5 separate regions of the Mus musculus genome follow, and regions 2, 3, 4 and 5 are each linked to region 1. Evidence: chromatin contacts called from public HiCAR-type and promoter capture Hi-C data. All regions are on one chromosome and are shown on one strand. The core of a region is the stretch at or near the end of the contact, and the rest is flanking DNA. Distances in the headings are between cores, read along the strand shown. Region 1 holds the start of Vrk2 (vaccinia related kinase 2). Region 2 holds the start of 0610010F05Rik (RIKEN cDNA 0610010F05 gene). Region 3 holds the start of Pus10 (pseudouridylate synthase 10). Region 4 holds the start of Papolg (poly(A) polymerase gamma). Region 5 has its middle 84 kb from the start of Papolg.

Region 1 (5,002 bases), core at 1,848-4,347:
TAGTGTAGACGTACACCCACGCAAGGTCCCCTACCTATCATAAAGCACAGAGGGTAATCTGAATATCCACTTTGTCATTTTCCCAGGGAGAGCATAGCCAGTAAACTGCAGTCACACGAGAGAAGTTTGTTCACACCACATAAAAGATGCTTTCAGTCATTAACCTTAAGTCTAGGTAGAACCCTAGCGTTGCCTAGATAATAATTATTAGGAGTCAAAACGTAGAGAACAGAGCTACAGCACAGCAGGTAAAGGTGCTTTCTCCAGAAGTATGCCCACCTACCTGAGTTGGCATCCTAGAAACCACATAAAGGTGGGAGGATTGTCCCCTGACCACCACAGCTGCCCTGTGACATGTCCGACAGATATCATACATATAATATAGCAAATATTTTTTAAAAAGGATCACAAAATATTTATATTTATACAGCTGTTGTTTATAACATATAAAAATAAGTGGTTTCAGGAAAACAAGTTCTCAAAAAGAAAATTTGAATTCTGTCTGGCAGATTGTGCAATTATGCTCTGAAAAGACTTCTAAAACTTACTGGGGGAAAAAGAAGACAAACAGGGAACATGTTATGTCAGTTATGGTTTGAACCTAATGTTTAGTTAATGTACTAAACATTAACTATCTTCAAATTACTTTTTTAAAAAAAGAATCTATGAATTCTGTTATTTCAGTTAGCTCTTAAAATACCATTGTTACCATAGTTACAAAGATCACAGACGTAATTAGACTTGGCAATTTAGTCATACTTTACCTAAGTATATCAGTCCAAACCCTCCAGAGCCGATCATCTTGCCCAGTGCCCACCGGTTTCCTTCCATATCATCCAGAATTTTGCCTTCTGGGAGTGGAACCGGAAGCTTATATTTCTCTTTTCTTCTTGGTGCCATCACATCTATTGGCAGATGGATGAGATAAATAGTTAAAACTCTAGCATTGAAACTCATTTCTCCTAATGTCTTTCCCAGAATTAAGATTAGGATCCTGAAGTCAATTCCAACTGGATAAGCCATCCACAACATTCAAGTTAGAAATTCAGATACTTTGAAACCTAAGAGATACTGACATGTGTATGTATGTATGTATGTATATATATATGTAATAATATATACATAATATATGCAATACTCTTGTAGAGGATGATCTGGGTTCAGTTCCCAGTGCCCACATGGCAGCTTATAACTCTCTGTAACTCGAGCTCTGGGGCCTGATATATTTGACCTCTTCAACTGGCACCTGTATACACACACACAAAATTAAAAATTAAAAATAAATTTCTTAAAAATTAAAAATATCTACTGTGTTTCATTTAAATCAATACTTCAAAATTTCATGTAGGAGTTTATTAATATTTAGCAACACTATAGAATGTAATTAATTATCATTGTATAGAAATTAGCAAATGAGTAACGCGATTAATATATAATTAATAAATATTAGAAAAAATGCTTGAAATTAGATGTGAAAGTAACCATGGTCTTCTTAGTATTTCTAGACTAAAACAAAAACAAAAACAAATAAACAAAACCATGGTAAAGCAACTTTGGAATTACTTCATATAGTTTACAATCCACCTGAAAGGGGAGTCAGGGCAGGAACTCAAAGCAGCAATTGCAGGCAGGTACTGAAGCCACCATGGCAGACCCCCCTGCTCAATAGCTTGTCCTGCTCCGAACTGGATCAACCAGCTTGGCTTTCTTAAACAAACCAGGCCCAAGGGTGGCACTGCTGGCCTGGGCCCTCCCCCATCTATCACTCCAACAGATCCGCATCTGCCCCTGAGTAAATCTAATGGAGGTATTTTGCCACTTGAATTAAATTTCTGTGGCCTTCTTCTGGAATGTGGGATTCCTGTTATCTGTAGAGCTGTAATCTCTAAGGCAAAGCTGTTCTCACATTGATGGGAGTGGGTAAGAGGGAGGGTCAGAAAACCAGAGAGCCTGAACTAGTCAGTGTCCTGATAGGACAGGTTAGCTTGTCATGGAAATCCTTGCTCGTGGAAGTCATTCGCAGGTGTTTTGCTTGGTGGTGGTAAGACACTACCAAAGGTCAGATGCGACCTTTGAATTTAAAGCTGTACCCTTCCCCAGCCACTAACAGCCTCACATTAATCTCAACATTCAACATTTGTCCCTCTTCCCAGATGGCCCTGCATGGAGACAAGTTGATAACAACAGCAAAATCTAACCAGGACAAATGCTTTCGTGAAAATTATTCAAAAATACTGACAGGGTACAAAACGTTTCTCTTAAGCTACCCATCTATGCTTAAGTAGTTTTCCCTCCTTCGCTTACTGAACCCAGTGCCTCCGAGGCGGCTGAAACTCCACTCCAGTGGGCTGAACAGAGCCCGGAGGAGAGCGGGAAATCTAAACCAGGAACAACTGGGCCACCGAATTGAAGGAGGTTGTGATTCACCGGGTTCCCTCAACAGGGCGGTATGTTGGACACACGCGCCAAAGTTGCTGGCTAAAGTTGGCAAGTCTTCCTAGAACAACTTCTAAGCGGGGCAGCTAAAAGTTTGGGGACTCGGTGCTTCCGGGGTGACGCTCGCCCGGTTCAAACGCTCCCTCCCGGCCTTGAGCGGCGACCCCGTCCCGGGGATGGCAGTCCGGAGCTGTGCAGAAGCGCCGGCCGGTTTCCGGGATGAGTCGGTACCGGGTGCGGGGGCTGAAGCTGGGCCTGCAGCGGGCCGGGACAACGCCGCGGCCGCCCGCCGGGCACTGAGCGTCGGAGCCGGGGTGGAGGGAAGACTGACCTGCCGCCGGAGTCCCCACAGCGCTGGTCTCCTAAGGCCTCGCAGCCAGGTGGGCCTCTCCGGGCTCCTCCCAGGGGCCGGGCGAGCCTGTGGGCCGCCTCCCGGCAGCCAGCCCTGGGAGCCCCAGAGTCTGGCGGAGGCCGCCCAGTGGCAGAGGCCGCCCAGTGGCAGAGGCTGCAGCGGTGGAGGGGCGGTACCGAGAGAGAGGGTTAGAGTTTCCAAGCACCGGACCCTGCCAAGGCCTGTCTGAAGAGCCTGCAGATTAACCTGGGGGTAGTAAACTGGGCCAGCGCTTACAGAAGAACTGAACCCTTCCTGTACCAGTTCTGAGTACCAACCCCTTTCAAATTGCTCAGATCCTTACCAACAGCTCGCCCAGCCTCTAGGCATACCCAGACAGCCTTGTAACTGGGAGGGCCTGTATCTATCTGGGTGTGTCACTTGCAAGTGACTGCCCTAGGCCTAGTTCTGTCATTTAATACTTGGATAATGTTTAAAACGAAAGTTACTACATTTCTACGTTCCCATCTGTAAAATGGAAAACATAAGTTATTGAGTTTTAAGGTTACTATGACAGCTGAGAGAAATATGTTAAGTATATAGAAATTCTTTAAGGATACACAACTTACATTTTAGAGCAAACAAACAAATCTTTATAAAAAAGACTGTTCAAACAGCACTTTAGTTTCTTACCTAAAAACACTCAATAATTGTCCAGATGCAAATACTGAAAGAAAAACAGCCATTTTCTCTGCGAAGGCTAAAGTTATGTTTTAAGTTTTAGTTACTATACTTTAAGAGACCTATAAAACAGCCTGTCAGTGGTGGCACAAGCCTTTAATCCCAGCACTTGGGAGGCAGAGGCAGGTGGATTTCTGAGTTCGAGGCCAGCCTGAGTTCCAGGACAGCCAGGCTACACAGAGAAACCCTGTCTCGAAAAAAAAAAAAAAAAAAAAAAAAAAAAAAAGGAGAGAGAGACCTATAAAACAAACAAACAAACAAACAAACAAATCTCTAATTTGTAAGTCCCACTTGCTCAAGGTAACTTCTAGGAATGCTGGAGGCTGTTGTTCAAGAAAGATAACAAGCTTGCCCAAACTGCACAAGATCTGCTTAGTCACATGTAGGTGGGAAGTAAATGGGCAGGAAGAATGTTTGCCCTTGATTCCACAAAGGCAGAAAGTGCATACCCTTGTGGGATTTGCCTTCATAAGCCCCTGACAAATGCAATATGGTGCCATACTCTGGAATTCCTGGTGTAGACTTGGCCTGTGTCCATCATTCCTGGCCAGTATTTAATAAAGCTTGATTCAAGAGTGACTCAAATATCATGGTAGTAGCTTTATTCTTGCCTGATGGTATTAATTCTATTTGCTAAATTTGGTGTAATAAGGAAATAGGATTTTACCAAACTCCAAAAATGGTAAACAGCATGAGACTATTTCTTAAAAGAACGGCATGATTTGGGTATAAAAACATTTTTAAAATGAATTTTGTAGACAGGGGTGTAGCTTTATCGGTAGTGTCCCTCTGACCTGTAGGAAGCCCTCAATAAAATCCCCAGCATCACAGTCAGCTATTGAATGGATCCCAGGGTCCCCAATGGAGGAGCTAGAGAAAGCACCCAAGGAGCTAAAGGGAACTGCAACCCTATAGGTGGAACAACATTATGAACTAACCAGTACCCCGGAGCTCTTGTCTCTAGCTGCATATGTATCAAAAGATGGCCTAGTTGGCCATCACTGGAAAGAGAGGCCCATTGGACTTGCAAACTTTATATGCCCCAGTACAGGGGAATGCCAGGGCCAAAAAGGGGGAGTGGGTGGGTAGGGGAGTGGGGGGTGGGTATGGGGGACTTTTGGGATAGCATTGGAAATGTAAATGAGGAAAATACCTAATAAAAAATTTTTAAAAAATCCCCAGCATATAAAACAGCTCCATAGCACAGGCCTATGACCCAAAAACTTTTGAGGTGGAACACAAGGAAAGAGCTGAAGGTTATGGTCATCTTTCCTACATAGGAAGTTACTGTGTACAGAGAGTAAGGTGGATATGACAGGAACAGAGACAAGTGAGTCACTGAAGCTCATTGACCTACCACCCTTGATTTAGAGATGATACTCAGGTTCAGTGAGAGATCCTGTCTCAAATACACACACACACACACACACACACACACACACAGAGAGAGAGAGAGAGAGAGAGAGAGAGAGAGAGAGAACTAGAAAGATATCC
Region 2 (5,002 bases), core at 1,588-4,087, 3.0 Mb before region 1:
GGGACATTTAAAATAGCACACTGAGTAGAAATGTAGAAGCAGTCATTACCACTAGGTGGCTGTTTATATAAACAGGGTCATAGGGCATCAAATGTCAGCTAAAACAATACAATCCTATGTGTCTGCATAAACATTAAAAAGCAACAGTTAAGAGCACTTGATGTTATCACACAGGACCTGGGTTTGGGTCCCAGCAACCAAGTGGTTTCTTACAACTGTCTATAACTCCAGTTACAGGGCTATAATGCCCTCTTTTGGCCTTCATAGGCACTAGACAAATATATGGTACATCCAGATACATGCAAGCAAGCAAACACAAGGCACACATAAAATAAAAGCGAATAAATCTAAAATACAAAAGAAACACACAAAAAATTAAGCATTGTAAAGTTATAGCTTTCTGAGATGTACCTTACTGAAGGCCCAGTACAATGTACGAGTTACAAGTATAGATTCTGAAGTCAAACTGTCCAACTTTATATCTTGGTTCTACCATTAAGATATTGTCTAATTCAGATAATCCGTGTCTCAGTTTCCTCATCTGCAAAACAAAAGTCAAACCATAGGTGCTCTCTTTCTGTGATCCTTGGTAAGAAAATCACCTGACACAGTGAGGACTGGATGTCTGTAGCAGTAGCACTTCTGAGATTCTTAAACAGATTCATAAAGATAACAAAGCATAGCATGAAGTATGCTGCCAATAAAACAGGCTATGAATACTTACCAAGCTGCTCCATTTCTAGCAGTGCAATCTTGGGCTTGCTATAAGGAAAATAATAACTACTTTTAAGATTATTGTGAGAATTAAACAATACCATAAAGTACCCAGCACAGTGTCTGGCATGCAAAATGTGCACCACAATTTATTATGGCAATTGTTTTTCCTTATCCTATTTTGGCTGTTACTGACATAAAATTTTTCAAGAATTTTGTTGAATCCCTTAGAAAGCACTGCCCAGAACAGAATTTCATTTTTATCCACCTGGGGTAGGTCTGGCTTTGTAGTCCAGGCTGGCTTCTAACTCATGATCTTCCCGTCTTAGAGCACAGGGATTTCAAGTGTGTTCAGACACACTCAGCTCTTTGATTCCTCAAAAAAAAACAAACAAACAAACAAAAAAAAACCCCAGCAAAACAGATAGTGCCAAAAAATGTTTGCTGACTTAATAAAGTCTCAAAGCCTTAAAGAAACAATGTATCTTTTGGAACCCACTCCAAGCTGAAGATTTACAATTTATATGAATATTTAAGTACACACATTAAATAATGTGGAATCTTAATCTTCAGTGAACAAAATGTTGTTCTCTGCTTACATGGGTAATGTGTGCATTCCTTTTCCTGAGGACAAATGATTTGGAAAGCGGTGTTTAATTATAATTTGTTTGGACCTTAGGAAGACGTTTAGGATGGGAATGGAGATGTGCGAGGCCCTGGGTTGGACAACCAGCACTGGAAAGGAGAAAAGGCGACTAAACAGTTTAAAGTAGAACTCAAGACAAAGACCCCTTGTGTGCTGCTTTTTCACTTTTAACTTTCAGATATTTAATTAAAATTTATTTTCTGTTTTTGGTGGTGGTGGTGGCAGTGTACTCCACAAATGAGCTAAGTTCCCAGCACTTAATTAAAATAACAAGAAAGATGTCTCCATCAAATTCTTAAAAACTTGTATATTTCAAATATAATACTCATTTATTCGTGGTAATGGATGATTTAAGTAACTTGGGTGTGAATTTTTTTTCTGTTGACACAATTGAATCTTTCCAATCAAGGGAAAAAAACTACTGTGTATTCTAGTTAAACTAATCTCTGAGAATGTTTCCTTTAGGGTATGAATAACATACAGTCTTAGAACAGCTGGCACATGCATCTCATTCTGGAGAAAGGTATAAACGTATAAAAAACTATGACCAAAAGAAAATATCTAAAACTCAAAATTATCCTCTCATGCATGACACCATACTTTAAAAGTGTTTAAGGTATAATATATTTAGTAAATAAATAACATTATTTACTAAAATATAAAAATTCTATTGTTTTAACATTTTACACCTTTAAAGAACATAACCTATTCCTTATTTTGGCTTATTCATATGGACAAGCATCTGCTTTTCATTTTTCAATGAAAAGGGGGCTCTTGATCTTTCCCTAGGCAGAGGAGGGAGTGGAGGTGGGGGGTGGTCACAGGGACAGGTGGAAGGCCTCTGGCACAGCAGAGGGAGGCTGTTAGTCCTGATCTACAACAGACTTCCTGACTCTCATCCACACGTGTGACCCAGCCGGTTGGCTCTGATTCTGAAAGACCGGACATCACTGCCCACCCGGGTAAGTAGCCTTTCCAAGCCCGGGTCCGAGGCTCCCTGCGCGGCGCGTCCTCGGGACCGGGATTCCGCGGCGTGGACACCGACTCGAGGCGCGGGCTGGAGAGGAGCAGACAAAGGCATCGGAAAGCAGCCTGGCGGGGACTGTGAGGGCCGGAGTCCGGCGACCGAAGCTGGGCTCCGTCGCCAAGAGCGTAGGCGAGGGCGGCGGCGGGACGGGGCCGCAGGCAGCGCCCGGGCGTCCGCGGGCTTCCGGGCAGCGGGGCCCCGCACCGCCCGCCCGCCCGCCAGTCCGCCCGCCCGGATGGGCAGCGGCGCTCCCGGCCCTCGCCCCACTCCAGCTTCCGAGTGGGTGCCCCAGCCTCTCAGCGTCTCTCTCACCTCCACAGGGCCGCGGCGGCCCTCACCGCGCCGGTGTCACCTGCAGCGGCCAGCACCGCCCGCGCTCGCGCCCAGAACGGCGCGACCCGGCGCACACGCCAGGCTGAGGCGGCCTCACGAGCCGCGGCCGCACCCGCCTGCGCCCGCTAGCCAGCCGCCCAGCAAGAGCGCCGAGGGGCGGGGCCTGATCGACGCGCCCGGGCCAATCGCAAGCTAGCGCCGCAGCAGAGCATCCAATGAGCGACGAGATCCTGCGGGTGGGCGGGTGCGGGCGGTGCCAGAGTGCAGCCCACCGCTGCACAGAGCCTGCTCTTCACCCTGCCCTCTCTGGCTCGTCCTCTCTGGCCTGTCGCAGTGCAGCGTCCCCACTCTCTTAGCGTCATGTCTCTTAGCGACTAGGTCCTCAGCGCTTGATCTTGAACGTGGGAGATAAAGGGAGCTCGAATGAAAAGAATAAATCTTTCCCTGTCACTCATTTTGCTATAAGCTGCTTAGGTTCAACAGAAAAAATATATGATTGGATAGGGCGTTGGCTGGGACTTAGAAACATACTGTAAACTGAAAAGCTGGCGACTTCTCAGATATAGTGTGGCAAATGTTCCAGTGTTAAACTTGGAAGGCTGATTGATGTTCAGTCTTAGAGCACTGATGGAAATGTATTAGTGGCCAGATGTGAGTTTTCGTTGGCAATCACTCCATGGTTCTGGCAAGATTAAACTAAAACAGTGTCCACTAATAAACCTGTTTGCAAGCAGAGAGAGACAGAGACAGAGAGAGAGAGAGAGAGAGAGAGAGAGACAGAGAGAGAGAGAGACAGAGACAGAGACAGAGACAGTGAGAACGAGCAATGTATTCAGTGTAAGCTGTATATCAAAAAGAATATAAGTAACTCTCAATGTTATGGTTTCGATCAAATCTTCATTTCTTTTTTGTTTCCCAGAGGAAGTTGAACGTTTGTTTGTTTTTTGTTGTTGTTTATTGTTTTCTCTTCAATCGCCTTATCTGCCAAGGCTTTCCTCCTACCACTCAAATAGATCTCCCTTCCCACTGGGGGGAGGTGGTCTCAATGTGCAGGTAGAGTCCAAATTATGCCCAAGGAATGAGGCTTCCACATTTGATAATGGGCCTCAGACCTCAGCGAAGCTCCGAGTAGCACGGTGAGAGAAGCACTTGGATCATTTCGCAGGCTCAGGCTTCCTGCTGGGAGCGAATGGTCCCTGTCTTGCTCTCAGGAGAACATGTGTTCACATTCAGCTTGAACTTCAGTGGCTGCACATAGAGCTTTCGACCTCCAAGTCAGATAAGTGTGGCAGCAGATAAGCCACGGTTTCTGCTTTATGAATGCTTCGTGATGCCCAGGTTTTTGTAACCAGACTTGTGAAGGGCTCATTTGTCAAATTAATGCATGCAGTAAAGGAAGCCTATCATCCATGGAACATTTATATATGCCAGGTATGCATCTGTTATCTACTTTAATCAACATGGCACACTACGAAGGTTATACAATTACTTTTTCTTTTCTTTTCTTTTTTTTTTTTTTGGTTTTTCGAGACAGGGTTTCTCTTTATAGCCCTGGCTGTCCTGGAACTCACTCTGTAGACCAGGCTGGCCTCGAACTCAGAAATCCACCTGCCTCTGCCTCCCGAGTGGTGAGATTAAAGGTGTGCGCCACCATGCCCGGCTACTCTTTTTTTTAAACAATAAAATAAAATACAAGATAAAACAAAAATTAACACACCAGAATTGGACAAACAGAAGAAAAAGAGACAAGAGAAAGCACAAGAGACAGAGACCAGCTTGCTCACACAGCAATCCCATAAAAACACTAAACTGAAAGCCATAATATATGTGCAGAGGGCCTGTTGCAGCCCTGTGCATGCTGCTTCAGTCTCTCAAGTTCTTGTGTGCTTGGCCATGTTGGTTTAGAGGGCCTTGTTTTCTTGGTGTCCTCCGTACCCTCTGCTGCTTACACTCTTTTCTCTTCCATGGGTGCCCTGTCCTCTGAGGGGAGGAATTTGATGGAGACATACATACCATTTAGGGCTGAGTGTTCAGAGGTCTCTCTCTCTCTCTCTCTCTCTCTCTCCCTCTCTCTCTCTCTCTCTCTCTCTCTCTCCCTCCCTCCCTCCCTCCCTCCCAGGGGAGGAATTTGATGGAGACATACATACCATTTAGGGCTGAGTGTTCATAGGTGTCTCTCTCTCTCTCTCTCTCTCTCTCTCTCTCTCTCTCTCTCTCTCTCTCTCTCTCTCCCTCCCTCCCTCCCTCCCTCTCACTCTCTCTCTCTGTAGTTAGTTTAACCC
Region 3 (5,002 bases), core at 1,085-3,584, 2.9 Mb before region 1:
AGTTCAAAGCACATTAGATAATGCTTCTTGTACCAGATACAATGTTTAGAGGTTCTTAGCCTGTGGTCATAACCCTCTTGGCAACCTTTTATCTCCAAAAATATTTACATTATGATTCCTAACAGTAGCAAAATTATATTTATGAAGTAGCAACAAAAATAATTTTATGATTGAGGTCACCATAACATGAAAAACTGTATTAAAGGGTTGTAGCATTAGGAAGATTGAGAACCACTGGTTTGAAGATGAGTGTTCAAACAATATTTAAAGGTATAATTATGTTAAAAACTTTGGTGAGTTAAGAAAAATTCAGAAGGCGATTGCCTGTAAGTCCCAACACTGCGGAAGTTTAGGTAGAAAGACCACTGGGAGCTCAAGGCTACCCTGTCTCTCTGGCAAGACATCTGTCTAGGAAGAAAGAAAGAAAGACACACAGAAAGAAAGGAATAAAAGACAGAAAAAAAAAGAGAAATGAATAAGTGATTTCTTAAATACTTTGAGTACTGCATACTGTAGGTACTGAAATGGATGGAAAAATACAGATTATACGTGTATAGTTATATCACAGAGGACCTAGGTATTATATAAAATCTTTTTTTTCTTTTTTTTGGTTTATTTATTTTATTTTCAATATATAGCTATCTTCAGACACACCAGAAGAAGGCATTGGATCTCATGCCTTCTTGGATCACAACTCATGGTTGTGAGCCACCATGCTGTTGCTGGGAATTGAACTCCAGACCTCTGGAAGAGCAGTCAGTGCTCTTAACTGCTGAGTCATCTTTCCAGCCAGCCCCAATAAAATCTTAAAGAGAAAAATCATCTACCTAAAGAAATAAAATGTTAACTTTTCAATAAAAAAATTTTCAGTGCAAAATTTTCTCATTAAAAAACTGATATAAAGACAAAAGTATAATTTAAAAAAGGAATCCAATATCACATAGGAACATAAATCTTAAAATAATACAGAATCCAGGACAGTATATTAAAAAAAGGAAGCTAAGTAGGTTCATTTAAAAATGCAAGATAAGTTCAACATTAATGGAATAACCCATAATTGCATACCATTAGTAAAACAAATATAAACAGGTACAGAAAACAATCATAAAATTTAAGGCACATACAACAAAACAACAACAAACCCAGAAGGCTAAGTAATGTTCAGAGAAGTTTAACGGGATAGCAAAGAACACACTTAGAAACATTCTAATGAAAGTATCACCAATAAGTGTTGCTTTAACACGAAAAATACAGCTTATCACTCTAATTGTATCTATTAGTTACTGTGCCCAAGTGTTTTAGTACTTTTAAAAGAGCACCAGATTTTCCAATAAGAGAAAAGTACTCCAACGTACAGAGATTTTTACGCGCCAGGAAAACGTACAAACTTGCTCTGAAATCATGTCGCCTGGATTAAGGTATCTATTTATCCAAAGAAAACACAGGTTCCTGAAACTCTAATTCTGTTTTAAATTTTTAAAAGTTGCAGACCCATTTGTTACTGATTTAAATCAAAGCAAATAAAAACTTTATAGGCCTTAGACGACAGTCACACACACAATTTTGTACACAAAGGCTACCCACAGACCTCGAATTCCTGTCTTAGAATTCTTTCAACCCTCAACCTAAACGTTAAGTTATGCTAGAAAAGAAAGCCAAGGGTAAGAGCTTGGATTCCATGTTGCGTAAACGTGACCTTTGGGTCGTTCAACCAACTTCTGGAGAGGCTGTAAAGCTTTTCCATGACTTTTGCTCTCTATCCTTGTCCTGGCTGGGCCAACGTCGCGCTCGGCAGCAGACCCAAGCTCGTCGCTTTGAAGCGGGTCAGGCTGTCCCGCCCCCCCATGTCCCGCAAAAGCGAAAAGGCAGGGAAGCGCCGCTTTTCTTTCTAGCTCCTGCATCCGTGGGGCCGGCGGGGCGCCCGGGGGAAGAACGGGCGGTCGTACAGCCAGCAGACTCCAGACCCGCTCTGCACTCGCCCCGGGCCGGCAGCGGGAAGCGACGCCTCCCCCCAATAACGGCTTCAACCGCCTCCTGCCAAGTCCCCGCTCTGGCCTCCAAAGTCGCGGCCCAAACACCTCACACTCACTGGTAAGTGGGGCCGGGGCCGGAGCCCGGCCCGGGGCCGGCCCCGGGAATTCTGCGAGACTCCCAGGGTTTGGGGGGCGGCGGCGGCTGGGAGGCCATCTCTCCGCCAGCTCCGCTCCGGCTCAGGGAAGCGACTGCGACGGCTGGGTGAAGGAGCGCCTCGCTTGCCAGGCACGACAGGCAGAACACCGAGCCCTCCGCCCCGCCCACGCCTGACGTCAGGCCAAGGCGTGTGGTCAGGCGAAGCTGGAGGAAGGAGGAAGGGAACAGCTAATTTGCTGGGGTGTGGGAGGGGGTCGGGAGTCGGGAGAGCGGGACGTCCCTCTTTCTTTTCCCTAGTCTGGGTTTCAAATTTGAGTAGGGGCTCATCGACGTTTCTGGCAGCAGCTACTACGACCTAGGTGCCGAGTCCGTCGGAGGCTCCTTTGCCGGCCGACCCTTTAAGGCTAGCAGTAAAGCCCCTCGCAGTCTTTCGTTCGTAGAGCTAGGGGGAGTGCAGGCTGCCAGGCGGACAGCCTTACAGGTCACCGTGTAAGACGAGGGGGTTCCTGCATTCCTCTCGTGAGGGGCCTGGTACTTTCGTTGTAAAGCTCTGGTTTTCTTGGGGAACACAACGGCTGAGCGCAGTAGGTGCGCTGTCTTTACTCTTCCCCGTTCCCACCCAGGGCCGAAAAGGGTTAAGACTCGGCTGCGGCATCTTGGGAGAAGGTAAGGCCTAGGAAGTACGAGGTGAGGGGTTAGGGACTGGGTGTCGAAGAGGCGTAGCTGCAGTCCCTTTTGTTTGTTAGTCAGGTGGAGTGAGTGGTAAGTTTCTAGAACCTCAGCACATAGAGTTAAGGGCTTGTTTGGCCAGAACAGAGCTTTCCCCTTACCTTTCCCCTACTCCCATGCCAGAGGACGAACTATGCCTGTGCAGGAGGAAATGCATTAAAAAAGATCTTATGGTGTGAAACTCAAGACTGTTTCAGCTACCCCCCTCTCCCCCGCTGGCTTTGATTCTCTATTTAGCCTAGGTTAGCTTTGAACTCATGGAGATCTTCTTGTTTCTTGTGTACTGAAATTATAAGCGTGAGCGCTTACACCTGGCAAGAAGATGCATTTTTACATAATTATTTCCAACTCCTCATAGACTCTTTACTTAACATTAAATTAATAGGTTAAGTGAACTGATAGACGGGATTATGAAACTGAAATAAATACTTGGCCACATGGAGTTTCTTGATTTTTTTTTCTTTAATAGAGTATATTCCCATATTGTAAGTACTTCCTTGAAAGGTTTACACAGGCAACCCTGAGTGGTCCCAAGTCCCGGAATCGGAAAGTTTTTAATGTCATGTCCAGAGCAAGCTTGTCTTTCTTTGTTCCTCTCCCCTGTAATCCACATACTCACTTAGTCAAGTTCATATTTTAGAATATAGATATGACAAGCAGTATTTGAAGGGTACAAAATAGAATTTTTCAAATGAAAGCTTTTCTTTTTAAGGACATAAATACAGCACGTAGCTGTAGAATACTGAAAGTGCTCATTTTAGTTTCTTCTAGTATGCTTCCACTGACTGAGGAGAACAAGCACGTGGCACAGCTGTTGTTCAGTTCTGGCACCTGTCCAAGATGCATCTTAAGATTCTGTGGTGTGGATCTTCCCGCACCTTACAAACACCCATCCAAGGTATATTCTTTTTAAATTAAAGAATGTTTTTTTATAGTTTGGAATGAATGTCACTAGCTTTGAGTCCTGTGAGTAACATATAATTCCACTAAAAAAGGAAGATTATCAGCTATTGGATGGGTCACACGGCCCCCAATGGAGGAGCTAGAGAAAGTACCCAAGGAGCTAAAGGGAACTGCAACCCTATATGTGGAACAACAATATGAACTAACCAGTACCCCGGAGCTCTTGTCTCTAGCTGCCTATGTATCAAAAGATGGCCTAGTCAGCCATCACTGGAAAGAGAGGCCCTTTGGACTTGCAAACTTTATATGCCCCAGTACAGGGGAACGCCAGGGCCAAAAAGGGGAAGTGGGTGGGTAGGGGATTGGGGGGGTGGGTATGGGGGAACTTTTGGGATAGCATGGGAAATGTAAACGAGGAAAATACCTAATTAAAAAAATATCAAAAAAAAGAAGGAAGATTAATAAAATTATTCCTACAAAGGTAATTTTGAAACTGCAATTACCTTAAAAACTTGATGTAGGAATATAACTATTTTCAGGTAACTATCATTTAACAGTTAGTGCAGAGAGAGGTCTATGGTGGGATTTTTTTTTTTTTTTTGCTACATTTAATATTTGTGAAGACATTTTATAAAGGGCATCTAAACACAATACCACTAGATATTGCTTCTTACATACATTAATGCAAAGCAACAGGACAATTCATAGTCCTGATTTCTTCTTTTAAACAGAAAATGAGTTCAGTTATGTTTTTTTAAATTAAGTTTCTCTCTATTATTTTTATGAATATATATATGAGTATGATGTGAGTGTTCATATAATTTATGCATATGTTGTGAGTGCTTGTGTGTGTGTATGTTTGTAATAAGTTCTCTCCTTCCTCCATAGACTCTGGGAAATCAAACAGGTTGTTAGACTTGTCTGACAAGTGCTCTTACCTAACAGACTTTATTGCTTGCCTGCATACCAGTCCTTTGCTGTGTATTACTGTTTACATGTATGTATGTATTCTTCAGGTGCTGGATAGAACCCAGGGCTTCACACTGCCAGTGTTCTGTCATTGATTCATGTCCCCAGCCTGCCACTTGATCCACTCAGTGAAGGGAATACGTTCTGAGAAATGTGTCCTTAGAGGACGTTTTGCTTGTGAGAACATTCTGGAATATACTTAAGATGGCTGCAGTCTTACTAGGCAGTGTAATCTTAAGGGCCCATTAGCCACAGCTGTACAGTCTGTTGT
Region 4 (5,002 bases), core at 1,755-4,254, 2.7 Mb before region 1:
CTTTGAAAAGAAGTCAAACACTTGAAAGACACTGTTAGTAAAACAATGGTCTTCCTATAAGTAAGGGAACAAAACATCCATCAAATGGTCCTCAGAACATGATCTAGCCTTAAAAAGAAACCTCAACCAGTCCCTGGAGAAACTTACATTCACAAACATCTTTTCCTGGAACCTGAGTTTACATTTCTAACACTTTGTGACTGTACTTAGTATTCTTCATTTTAGATTGGAACTCATATCATTTTCACACTGAATAATTATCAAATTCTTTACATTAAACAGCAAATTTTGAAGGGCTCAAATGACCCTTAATTGCCCTTAACTAGTATAAAATTACAATCTTCAATAAAGCACCACAGAATTCTGACTACATCTATAACTAAAAGATATGGGGTACATTTTGTTGCAAAAGAAAAAATGAGTATATACTCTCAACCTAACCACCTTTCTTCATATTTGCATAAAGAACTATTCATAACAGTAAGAATATAATCTCAAAAGGCAGTCTTTTAATGAGTAAATTAGCTCTTTAAAAAAAAAATAACAGAGGAAGAAAGGAGGGAGGTTAAATGGGACAGACATAGGCCCATGCCTCTATTCCCTTCATTCAGAAGGCTGAAGTAGAAGAATCTACATTCAAAGCCTGAGCTACATAGCAATACCTTCTCACCAAAGAAAGGTATAACTGGACACTAGGACTTCTTTCTTTCTTCTTGAAACAGGGTCTTACTATATAACTCTGTCTTGGAACTTACCAGACTTGAACTCAGAGATCAGCCTGCCTCTGCCTCATGGGGTTTGGATTAAAGGTCTGTGTTATGCCTGGCTCTATAATTAATTCTAAGCACAGTAGGGCAACTGTGATAAATACTAATTAATTACAGTATACATATTTATATAAGTAATCAGTAAATGTGATGGACAAGCCAATTGCTTTAAACTAGTCACTGTACAAATTATGTGCAAGTTTATCAATTTAAAATGTAAACACCACAAAAATACAACTGTAGTTAATTCTTTTTGCATTTTAAATGCTTAAAAATTGCCTTGAGGTTGGAGATGTACCTCAGTGACAGACTGTTTCATGTGTAGTGCCCTGAGTTCCATCTCTGAACCAAAAACCGAACTAACAAAACAGCAGTGACTTGTAAGTCCACAAACTAAAACATGTTTTTCAGCTGGAGGTTTTACAGGATGGGGAGAAAGAAAGGACAATAGAGAAGATAAGATAGCTTAGCCAGGTTTGGTGGCACAAGTCAAGTGGTAGAGGCAGAAGCAAGCTCATGGCCATGTGAAACCTCATCTCAACAAACAGCCTATATACCTTTGAAATGACTTAATGAAATATAAGGGAGTATTTTAAAAAACCCAACTCTAATTTCTCTCCCATTTTTATCTTGCTGTAGAACAAACAAAACTTCAATTAATTATTTCAAGTTCTATCTATCTATCTGTCTGTCTGTCTGTCTGTCTATGAGAGATAAGGTTGTCTGAGCAAGATTAGTGTGTGATTAATACATGGCACAGACAGATTTTCATAAAATCAAACCAAACAGGAACTCTAAGAAGTAGGTCTCAAAAAGTGTTATGAATTTCACTTACAAGGAAAAAAAAAAAAAACCTTACAGAAATGTTACTGAAGGTACAAAGATAGGTAAATAGAATTCTCACTGACATTCTATAAAAAACTTTTAAATAGCTCAAAATAGTCACTAAAAGTACTACACTGGGCTATGTTTATAAACGGAATACATTAGTTAATAAAAAATAACTAATAATGAAAATATTAACATAGCAAAAGGTCAGAGAGATCATGTTCTAAAGAACCAGTCTACAGAGTAGTAACTGATAATAAATACCCTATAAACAGTTTAAAACAGGTACACAGTTTTTATGGATACAGGGATAGGTACTATCAACATTAAAAATGCAGTAACAAGAAACACCAAACTCAGTGCTCTGGGGCCTTGGAAGAGCGTCGTGAATGCAATCAGAGAAAGGATAGGCGAGTCTTCAGATGTATTGGAATGCTCGACTTCTTTTCAAGAAAGAAAGGTTAAAGAGCTAAGAACACACCCCATGTTAGTCTTAGGGAAAAATGGGTGGTGGCTACACAAATGGTGTTTTGTATTTCTGTGCATTTTTCTGTACGTTGAAATTATTTCCGGATAAAGTGAAAGGTAAGAAATTCTAATAAATTCTTGACAAGTACAGAAACTGCTTCCGACTTATCAAAGTGTGAGCAGGGGATAGATACAGCCCGGTAGATATTGTGGGTCGGTGGGAAGGAACGGGGTAGAGGGTTTAGCCTTTCTCATGGAGCAACCGCAAACCTAGGGGCTCCGCTAGGTCAGTCCCTCTCCGAAAGACCTGAAAGATAGCGGGTCCGGCCGGGAGGAGGGGAGGCAGGGGGATGGTATTTGCGCCAATGCAGACAGAATAGACGGGCTCAGACACGGCTGGGGCAGGAGAGTGACCGACCGTTTTTTCTCCTCAGCCACACGCGCCTTTCCCCCTCATCCTGGTCTGGGGGCGTCCTCAGAGGCGGGCGGCGGGGGGCTGACGGCGACTCCCGAATCCCCGCCGGGCGGCCAGGTGAGTCCCGGGTAGGGGAGATGCCCTTGCGGAGTGGAGGGCAGCGGAAAGCAGAGGTCCCGGCCGGCTGCGCAGGGTGCCAGGCGCAGGGGCTGGAAGCCGGGGCTGCCCACCTCAGCGCACCTCTCTCCACCTCGCCCTCAACCGCCGCCCCCACTTACGCAGACATCTCTTTCATCGCTTCCTGCGTCTCTCTCCAGCGAGTGTCTTTCGCTTTGGGGTCCTGTTCTTGCCCTCTCTTCCTTCCTCTGTCCAATTCCCTTCGCTCGCTTGTAGCTCGCTCACTTCCCCACTCTCTACAGCCGAGGCATTCAACCGAGTAGTGAAAACACCACAAAACCGGCTCTATTTATGACAATACAGCGCGGCCACCGCCAATATGGCGCTACTTCCCAGGCTGCCTCTCGCCTTCCGCGGCTCCGCCCTGCAGCCCTGGGCCCGCCCTCGGGCACACCCCCACCCAGCCTTGAGTTCCCGGGACCCGCCCACCTCAGCGGACTTGCAGCAAAAGCATCTGTCAGAGTGTCAGGTCTCCCTGGTCTGTGGGATTGTCAATTCAGGCAAACCTCTGGGAAGGTTATTTGTCAATTTCCCCTTGTTTCTGCAATAAAAGCATCTAGAAAAAAAACCACCGCTTTCCCTAACACCATTTTAACTCTTCCGTTATCCCACATCTTAAAGTCATAGACTTAATAAGTACACATTGAGAAGATTTTTGTCACCGAGGGTCACACCCAAGAAGGTGCGACTTTAACACAACCAATCCAGGGAAGAAAGCTTATAAATAAATCAGCTTAACTTGTATTCTTTTCCCTCGGAGTACCACCTCCAAGTCCCAATTTATGACTTTGTGGCATTTAGCTGAGATGTTGAACATAATTGCTACTAGTTAGCCGTAAGATAAACCCAAGGATTTCCACCGCTCTGCCCCCAAACCTCACATTTTCAAATAGTGAAAATCATGTTCTGTGTGATTATGACGGTGAAAATGAGGGAGAAAATGACCAATGTTTAAATGTTAAAGGATAAAAGTAATTTCAAACCCTGTCTTTTTCTCCCAAGAGTCAAGCACGGTTGTTTGGGGAATGAGACTCAGTCACGGGAAAGGAGGTTACTTTCTGAATTATTCATTTATTCACTCAAAGTATTTATTGAAAATCTGGTCTGTCAGTTTGTTTATGCTCCATGTTTGATGCATAAAAGCAGGTCTGTGGTTTGACCTGAGCAAGTTCAGAGTTTTCCCATCAAAAGGTGGAGAAAAACTTCAAATATGAGTGATATTCTGCTGCTGCAGAAGTATGTATTACACACTGTAGGAACTAGATTCGTATCCTCAAGAGTTTATTGCGAGTGGATGAGAAAATATATATATACACTATTTAAATACAGATGGGGTCCAGTTGTCATTGGGGGACCAAAAGAGGACCATCTAAACATGGAGGAAAGTCACTAATAGCTTCCTAAAAGAGAGGATTCTGTATATTAGCAGGATTTGGGAGTACAGATTTTGGTAGGTTATGAGAAGACAAAATGGAGCTCAGGAGGTCGCTAGACTGGGATTTGATTCGAAGCAGACCCACCTTTGTTATTTGCTAGCTTTGTGACTTCTAGAACTTTAAAATAAAGTTTACGTTAACCTTGAACTTTTTCTTTAAGAAAAAAATGTAAAGTACACTTACTTTAGCCTGCAGGGAGTCAGAGGATGACTTCTAGAGTCTGTTCTGTTCTCCCTTTTCACCATTTCAGTCGCTGGGATCAAAATTGATTCCTCAGACTTGGCAGCAAACAGCTTTATCCACTGAGCCTTATTCACAGTCCCAATTTTAAACGTTAAAAATACTTTGATATGCGTATCTAATAAGAACACTTTGCTACACAACCATAATATTACTGTGCTCAGGCACCGTTGCCCTAGTATCAGGAGGAGGAGTGACACCCCAGCCTTGCAATTCTTAAAAGCCTCTTAGCTTACTTTCGCTCAACTTCGTTCTTCATTGTGAATTTTGGAGGACGCTTTACAGCATCTTCTGCCTTCATCCAGTCTATTGTCTCCTCAAAGAGGAAAGATTGCCTTCTGTGGTTCAGTTTTATTCACTCAGCACTGAATTTTAGCATACGTCTCTGGTTTCTAATGTAAAGTTCTTGTTGCTGGTAGAGTTGTAGTCAATTTTCCAGATCCACCAGCTATATCTTCAGATTCAACCAACCTTGTATTTTAATTATTCAAGATAAAATTCTATCCACACTGAAGATGTACATATCTTTTTCTTGTGATTCTCAAAACTACTTTTTTTTTTTAAAGACACGTCTTACTCTGTAGCTCAGAACTCAGTATGTAAACCAGACTGACCTTGAACTCACAGAGATGTGTCTGTCTTTGCTTTCTAAGTTTTTTTTTGGCATTACT
Region 5 (5,002 bases), core at 797-3,296, 2.6 Mb before region 1:
TTGAGGTCATTCATTATAGCAGAAAGCAGAATGAGAAACCCCAAGACCGACCGACCTCCCCAGCATCTGTCTCTGGAAGACTATTTGGCTCTGGAACACTAGTTGGTTTCTCCCACAGAATCATGGGAGGCACAGGGTAAGGAAGCTAGGAAGCTGGATCACTCCCCAAGTGAGCAGCCGAGTCTCTGTGACATGATGGTATTTGCCGGGCCACTCAGCAAATTGTTCCCCCTGATGAAACTGTCTGGGCTCTACAGGCTGTCAGCCACATTTACTGGGAGCCTGCAAGCAATGTGAATGGGTAGGCGATCCAGGCATTGAAATAGCAGCTCCCAGGAGTTGAGGGCAAAGTTATCTATCTATCAAATCTTGTCTCTGCTGACATCTGAAAAACCCAGGTGACACCCACACACCTGCGGCCTCAGCTACAGTCCAATTAAAGGTTGCAGATTTTCTCTAGCTATTTTCTGACCTTGGCGTTTGAGAGAAGGTATTAGGCTTCCCTTCTAATCAAACTGCAGAAACGTCTCAAGGTCTAAAGCATTTGAAAATTAACACAGGTGCCTGTGCAGGCATGCGTGTCACATGTTCTGCGCAGCCACTTTCAGTGGGACCTCGGTGAATTCCCGGACAGTGACTGATCACCAGCTCCAACTTATTTCCACAGGCAGAAGGAACCTGTCCAGAAAACAACCTGAGTATGCCACGGGATAAAGGTTTAAGTGGGCTTCCTGCCAGTGAGTTGCATTTGATAGTTGCGTGGGTGCAGCCCATGGCAGAAATCCACAGAGCTCACAGGAGATCTGTGGGGCCCTGGGGTGTTGCAATGTCACCCCGTCTGGGTATGTGACAGCCAGGATGTGGGATTTCGTGATTATTTTTGGTTTGGTTCAGTTTCTAGCCCAGAAGAAAGACTATATATAACACCGAGAGAGGCATAACTTCCAGATTGTCAAGGTTGGTGCTAATAGTGACTGATGTACTAATACATGTCCTATGGAACTGCAAGCGTGCAAGAGCCATGCTTGCGTGCTGGATGGGGGATAAATCTTCTGTTGTGTAATGGGAAAGAAAACTGGCAATGTAAATGCAGTCTTAATATTTTTTTTCAGCATTGCATGTGTGATTAGGCATTCAGTGACTTCCTCATCTAAGGAAATTCGACTTTAATGAGAGCTATGTAGCTAACTATTGAGGAGCATTGGAAAATGCTGGGGTGAGGGTGGGAAGGCATTGACTTTGAAGATGTATCGTGTCCTTGGCCTTCAAACAAACAAACAAACAACCCCCCCCCAACACCAACCTCCCAGATCTGTAGGCTCATATTCTCGATCCCTTAGATATTAAGCCAGAAACAGACTGGCCAGATGATCTTCATCTCATGTGTACACTGTGTTTTTGGTCATTTAAGATTTTCCCCACAAAGGGCTTTGTTTCAGGAATGCAGTATCTTAAGCATCTAAAAATGGCCTAGTTTGTGAAGTCATCTCAGGATTCTTGGAAATGAAAGCATATCCTTGGTGAATCCAGTTCACCATTTAAAGGGCTTCAAATGTGGAGTTTAAGCAAAGCACACGACCCAGCTCTACCTCCTGAGCGTCTAATGACCATGGGCAGAGCAGACTGAGATGACATCCATGCCATCTGTTTGGTAGGAATCAAGGCAGGAAAGGTATAAGAATTTAGACAGAAACCGAGTTTAAAAGCCAGAGATTGTGGACGGCTCTCAAGAGCAACCAGTCCATGGTCTCTCTGTCGTTCTGGGACAGTCTCTGAGGGTTCCCCTTCCTGGCTCATGCCCCTGCTTTTCTTTAGCATGTGTGTCTGTGTGGTTTCAACACATGAGGCTAAACAGCTAGTCTATTAGGAAAAGAAAATGTTCTAATCAGTAGTGACTAAAGAAATTGGTTTTGGAAAGAGACAGACCACACTCTTCCTTCCTTAGCACTTACAGTAAATATTTTGATCTGTCAGAAGGGGGCATTCTTGCTTTTCCAGACAAAAGCAACGGCAGTTTGAGTTTGTTCCCAAGCAGCCGTGGCAGAAGCAATCACAGTACAGCTCTTTGGGTGTCTAGATAGGGTGGGTGTGCTGTTCTGGGAGCACCCGTGCACGTGGACTCTGCCTATGTATGGTCATGGGCATCACCTGCGAGCCTGTTAGCCTGTTACCTAGGCTGGTAGGCCTAAAGCCAGACCAATTGTAACTAGATTCAAATTTACCAAGGTCGTAGATGGGCTATGGGCATCTTTAAATTTGAGAAGTGCAGCTTCAAAGTTTTATTTTCAGAATTTCTGAAGGTGTGTGTGTGTGTGTGTTGCAGGGGGTGGGGGGATGCAGGGCACGGGGTGGGGCAGGCAACCTGGTATTGCCAGAAGAAGTCATGGGCTTCCAAACCTAACCAGCCATCTCCAGTAGAAAAGGTGGCTAATCCTTGTATTAAACAAATTCCATGGGGGATAGCAGTCGTTGGTGAGGAGTACGGACACTAGAAGATACCTTTGTCTTCCTGCAAGGAATTCTTAATGGCTTTTTAAAAAGTTGTTTTGTTTTTGATCATGTTGCATAGCAGAGGCTATCCTCCACTGTGCAAGCCTTCCAGTGCTAGGACTATAGGCGTGCCTGGCTCATAAACAGAGCTAAAAAGCTGCTGTCCCCAAAACTCTACTCTTTTTTAAAAGATAGAGTCTCTTTTTCTAGACACACCACCCATTTATTTTCTTACTTGAAATTTATTTCCTTATAAATCTGTGTGTGTGTGTGTGTGTGTGTGTGTGTGTGTGTGTGTGTGTGTGTGTGTGTGGAGTGTTTGTGTGTGGAGGTCTGAGGATAATTTACAGGAATGGAATATGCTTTTCAGCTATGTGGGTTTAAGCTTGCTGTCTTTACCTGGTGGGCCATCTGTTCAGCCAATCACCACTATACTTAAACTTAAGATGCTAACAATAGGGGGAAGAGAATCAGAAAAGTGCGCAGGAAAAGCCATGCCAGCCAGGAGATGAATGCTGCTTGAGTTCACGGAATTACAGTGTGACCAGCAGAGGGCAGCAAAGTTCGCCCCGCTGCCAGGACCTGTGTAGCTTGGCAGAGAGAAACTGCTTCTTCAGGGACTTCATGGAGATGGTTGTGATTTCAGGTCTTCTTGGACTGTCAGGGGTGGGGGTTAGGGTGACAGAGACAGAGAGACAGAGAAGCATGGAGAAGAAGGGGCCAGGTGCGAACAGGAGCTAGTGCTCTCTAGATGAACCATTCAATTTAGTTGTTTTAGGTTTTCTGGAAGGCATATTTAACAACATAAACTGATAAAAATCAATTTTAATACTGTTTTTGGCTTTACCCAAAATATCTCAAATGTGACCATTTTAACATGAAGAGAATCTCCACAGTGTTCACCACACTGCCCTTTAGAGCGCTCTTTAGTGTGCATTTTTGACCTACAGCACATCTCAGTTTGAAGTAACCACATTTCCAGTACTTGGGGCTCACAGTGACTGATGGGTACTTTGAGTCTGAGGGAAATACTAAAAACGTAGGGAAAAAGAGGAATTAGGACCAGAAACAGGAAAGGAAAAATTAACATCATGAACAAATTCTGATGTTTTTATACATTGACAAAATATGGAGGAACTGTATTCAAGTTCTTCATTGAGCCATTGCAGTATGCCCAGAGCTGGACCAAGGCTGAACTCAAAATTCACAACACACTCTCTGATGCTGATACGGAGCATGCGCATCCAGCGTGAATGAGAGACAGCGTCAGTAAAGGCCCTTCACCGCTGGCATGGGCTGGCAGGCTGGCTGTGGGAGCGGTAGAACGCAGAGGCTTCTTGTTTGTCTGTGTCTTCCTTCCCGTAATCATCTCTAGGTTTAGTTGAAAGTCATTTAAAACACCTTTGTTTTATCTGGAGAAAGGAAACCTGGCTGAGGAGAAATTCCTAGGGCTCCATGAAAGCCTCTGGTCCAGTAATTCCTCAGGGTTTCCCCGTGGCCACCTTGCCAAGGTCATGCCTACCACACTCGAGGTCTCTGCAGCTGGCAGCAATGCCGCTCTCTGGGTTAACACTGTCTGGGGAGTGTGGTTCTTCATTTCAGTGTGAATGTCCTCATCTTTCTGCACAGATTGAGTGAAGTTCGCCGTGCATTTTTCTTTCCCTCAGATGGATGGGAGCTAAAGGGAACGGCAGGCCTCCAGCTGTTTGCGGCTCTGTCCTCAACGACAATCAAAACTCTCCATCTTTTCTTGTTCATAGCACTTTCTGATTGAGATAAGATTCCAGCATTTATCTGCACCTGCAATTTTGACAAGAAAGGAAAATTTAAAAGACAAGTAAAAGAATTCTCTGAGGGAAGGCGGCTAGTCTGCCGCAGCCAGCGCCTGAGATTCTCTTCTTGCATTCCGCTATCAATTAGGCTGCAGTCACATATTGGAGAGGGTAACTTAAGTCTGTGAGCAGAAATGCAAAAGTGTGTGTGTATGGGTAGCTGGGACGGTCCTCTGGAGTGAATATTACTTGGAGAGCAGCCGATGACCCATTTGGCATGGAAATGGAGAGGATTTTGAGTCAAAGAGGCCACTTTAAATTATAGATTTGAGTTTAGTTGAAGGTCAAACTTCTCTTGCATGAATAAAATCTGCAGAGGTTTTGGAATATACTAAAAAAGTCACTATCTCAAGCACATAAGCATTCCCTTCAGGGGATAAAAGCAGTTTAATATTATTGCCCTCTGCATAATTATTGATCATATTAGCATAGGAGAGACTGAGAAGGAGGAAGGACAGTAACAACTGGAGGAGCACCCTGACTCTCCAGGCCACAGAAAGACTTCACAGGAGATGGGGGAAGAGTGCAAAGTGAATTTGCCAGTGACCAGTAATTTCATTTTGCTTAACAAATGACAAAAGTGGCCGCTAGGAGAGGAAACACTCTCTAACTAGTCCCGTGTGGCATGAATGTCTGCAGGAGCGTGGGGCAGGCTTCGGGATCATCACATGGATTTGGTT

Evidence for each region. Promoter capture Hi-C pulls out the DNA fragments that hold promoters and counts their contacts. HiCAR-type assays count read pairs that join an accessible place to other places.
Region 2: a HiCAR-type map of astrocytes shows a contact between it and region 1, with 7 times the contacts expected there. The contact joins the promoter of 0610010F05Rik here to the promoter of Vrk2 in region 1. A contact is called at or near these places in 2 of 39 promoter capture datasets (cranial neural crest and embryonic stem cells), 2 of 115 datasets of contacts at active chromatin or transcription factors (astrocytes and large pre-B cells) and 3 of 9 other capture datasets (adipose tissue, liver and macrophages).
Region 3: a contact with region 1 is called in a promoter capture Hi-C map of pre-B cells. The contact joins the promoter of Pus10 here to the promoter of Vrk2 in region 1. A contact is called at or near these places in 8 of 39 promoter capture datasets (the 3T3-L1 cell line, 3T3-L1-derived adipocytes, the C10 cell line and 5 more), 1 of 484 Hi-C or Micro-C datasets (pre-B cells), 1 of 115 datasets of contacts at active chromatin or transcription factors (astrocytes) and 2 of 9 other capture datasets (adipose tissue and liver).
Region 4: a promoter capture Hi-C map of pre-B cells shows a contact between it and region 1, with 15 times the contacts expected there. The contact joins the promoter of Papolg here to the promoter of Vrk2 in region 1. A contact is called at or near these places in 6 of 39 promoter capture datasets (the C10 cell line, cranial neural crest, hippocampal neurons and 3 more) and 2 of 9 other capture datasets (adipose tissue and liver).
Region 5: a contact with region 1 is called in a promoter capture Hi-C map of hippocampal neurons, with 14 times the contacts expected there. The contact joins the enhancer-like site here to the promoter of Vrk2 in region 1. A contact is called at or near these places in 7 of 39 promoter capture datasets (the C10 cell line, cranial neural crest, hippocampal neurons and 3 more).

Annotation. Positions count from the first base shown.
Region 1 is chr11:26,590,823-26,595,824 of GRCm38.p6, forward strand. It overlaps Vrk2 (vaccinia related kinase 2), which reads right to left and starts at 3,098. Exons shown (of 13, transcript NM_027260.3): 1 at 2,768-3,098; 2 at 765-905. The coding sequence starts at 900.
Region 2 is chr11:23,630,794-23,635,795 of GRCm38.p6, forward strand. 0610010F05Rik (RIKEN cDNA 0610010F05 gene) reads right to left here and starts at 2,838. Exons shown (of 22, transcript NM_027860.3): 1 at 2,700-2,838; 2 at 412-541.
Region 3 is chr11:23,663,658-23,668,659 of GRCm38.p6, forward strand. Pus10 (pseudouridylate synthase 10) reads left to right here and starts at 2,335. Exons shown (of 18, transcript NM_028304.3): 1 at 2,335-2,796; 2 at 3,621-3,757. The coding sequence starts at 3,632. Pex13 (peroxisomal biogenesis factor 13) reads right to left here and starts at 2,226. Exons shown (of 4, transcript NM_023651.5): 1 at 2,090-2,226. The coding sequence starts at 2,187.
Region 4 is chr11:23,892,266-23,897,267 of GRCm38.p6, forward strand. Papolg (poly(A) polymerase gamma) reads right to left here and starts at 3,005. Exons shown (of 22, transcript NM_172555.2): 1 at 2,757-3,005. The coding sequence starts at 2,773. It overlaps Gm12061 (a long non-coding RNA gene), which reads left to right and starts at 1,987. Exons shown (of 4, transcript XR_872317.3): 1 at 1,987-2,180; 2 at 2,498-2,595.
Region 5 is chr11:23,976,480-23,981,481 of GRCm38.p6, forward strand. No RefSeq gene overlaps it. Among named protein-coding and RNA genes, the nearest start is that of Papolg, 84 kb to the left of the region's middle. Within about 2 kb of position 2,047, at least 17 of the 459 cell types and tissues checked have an H3K27ac peak or open chromatin away from gene starts, as enhancers often do. A contact at or near this core is called in hippocampal neurons, where this site is marked.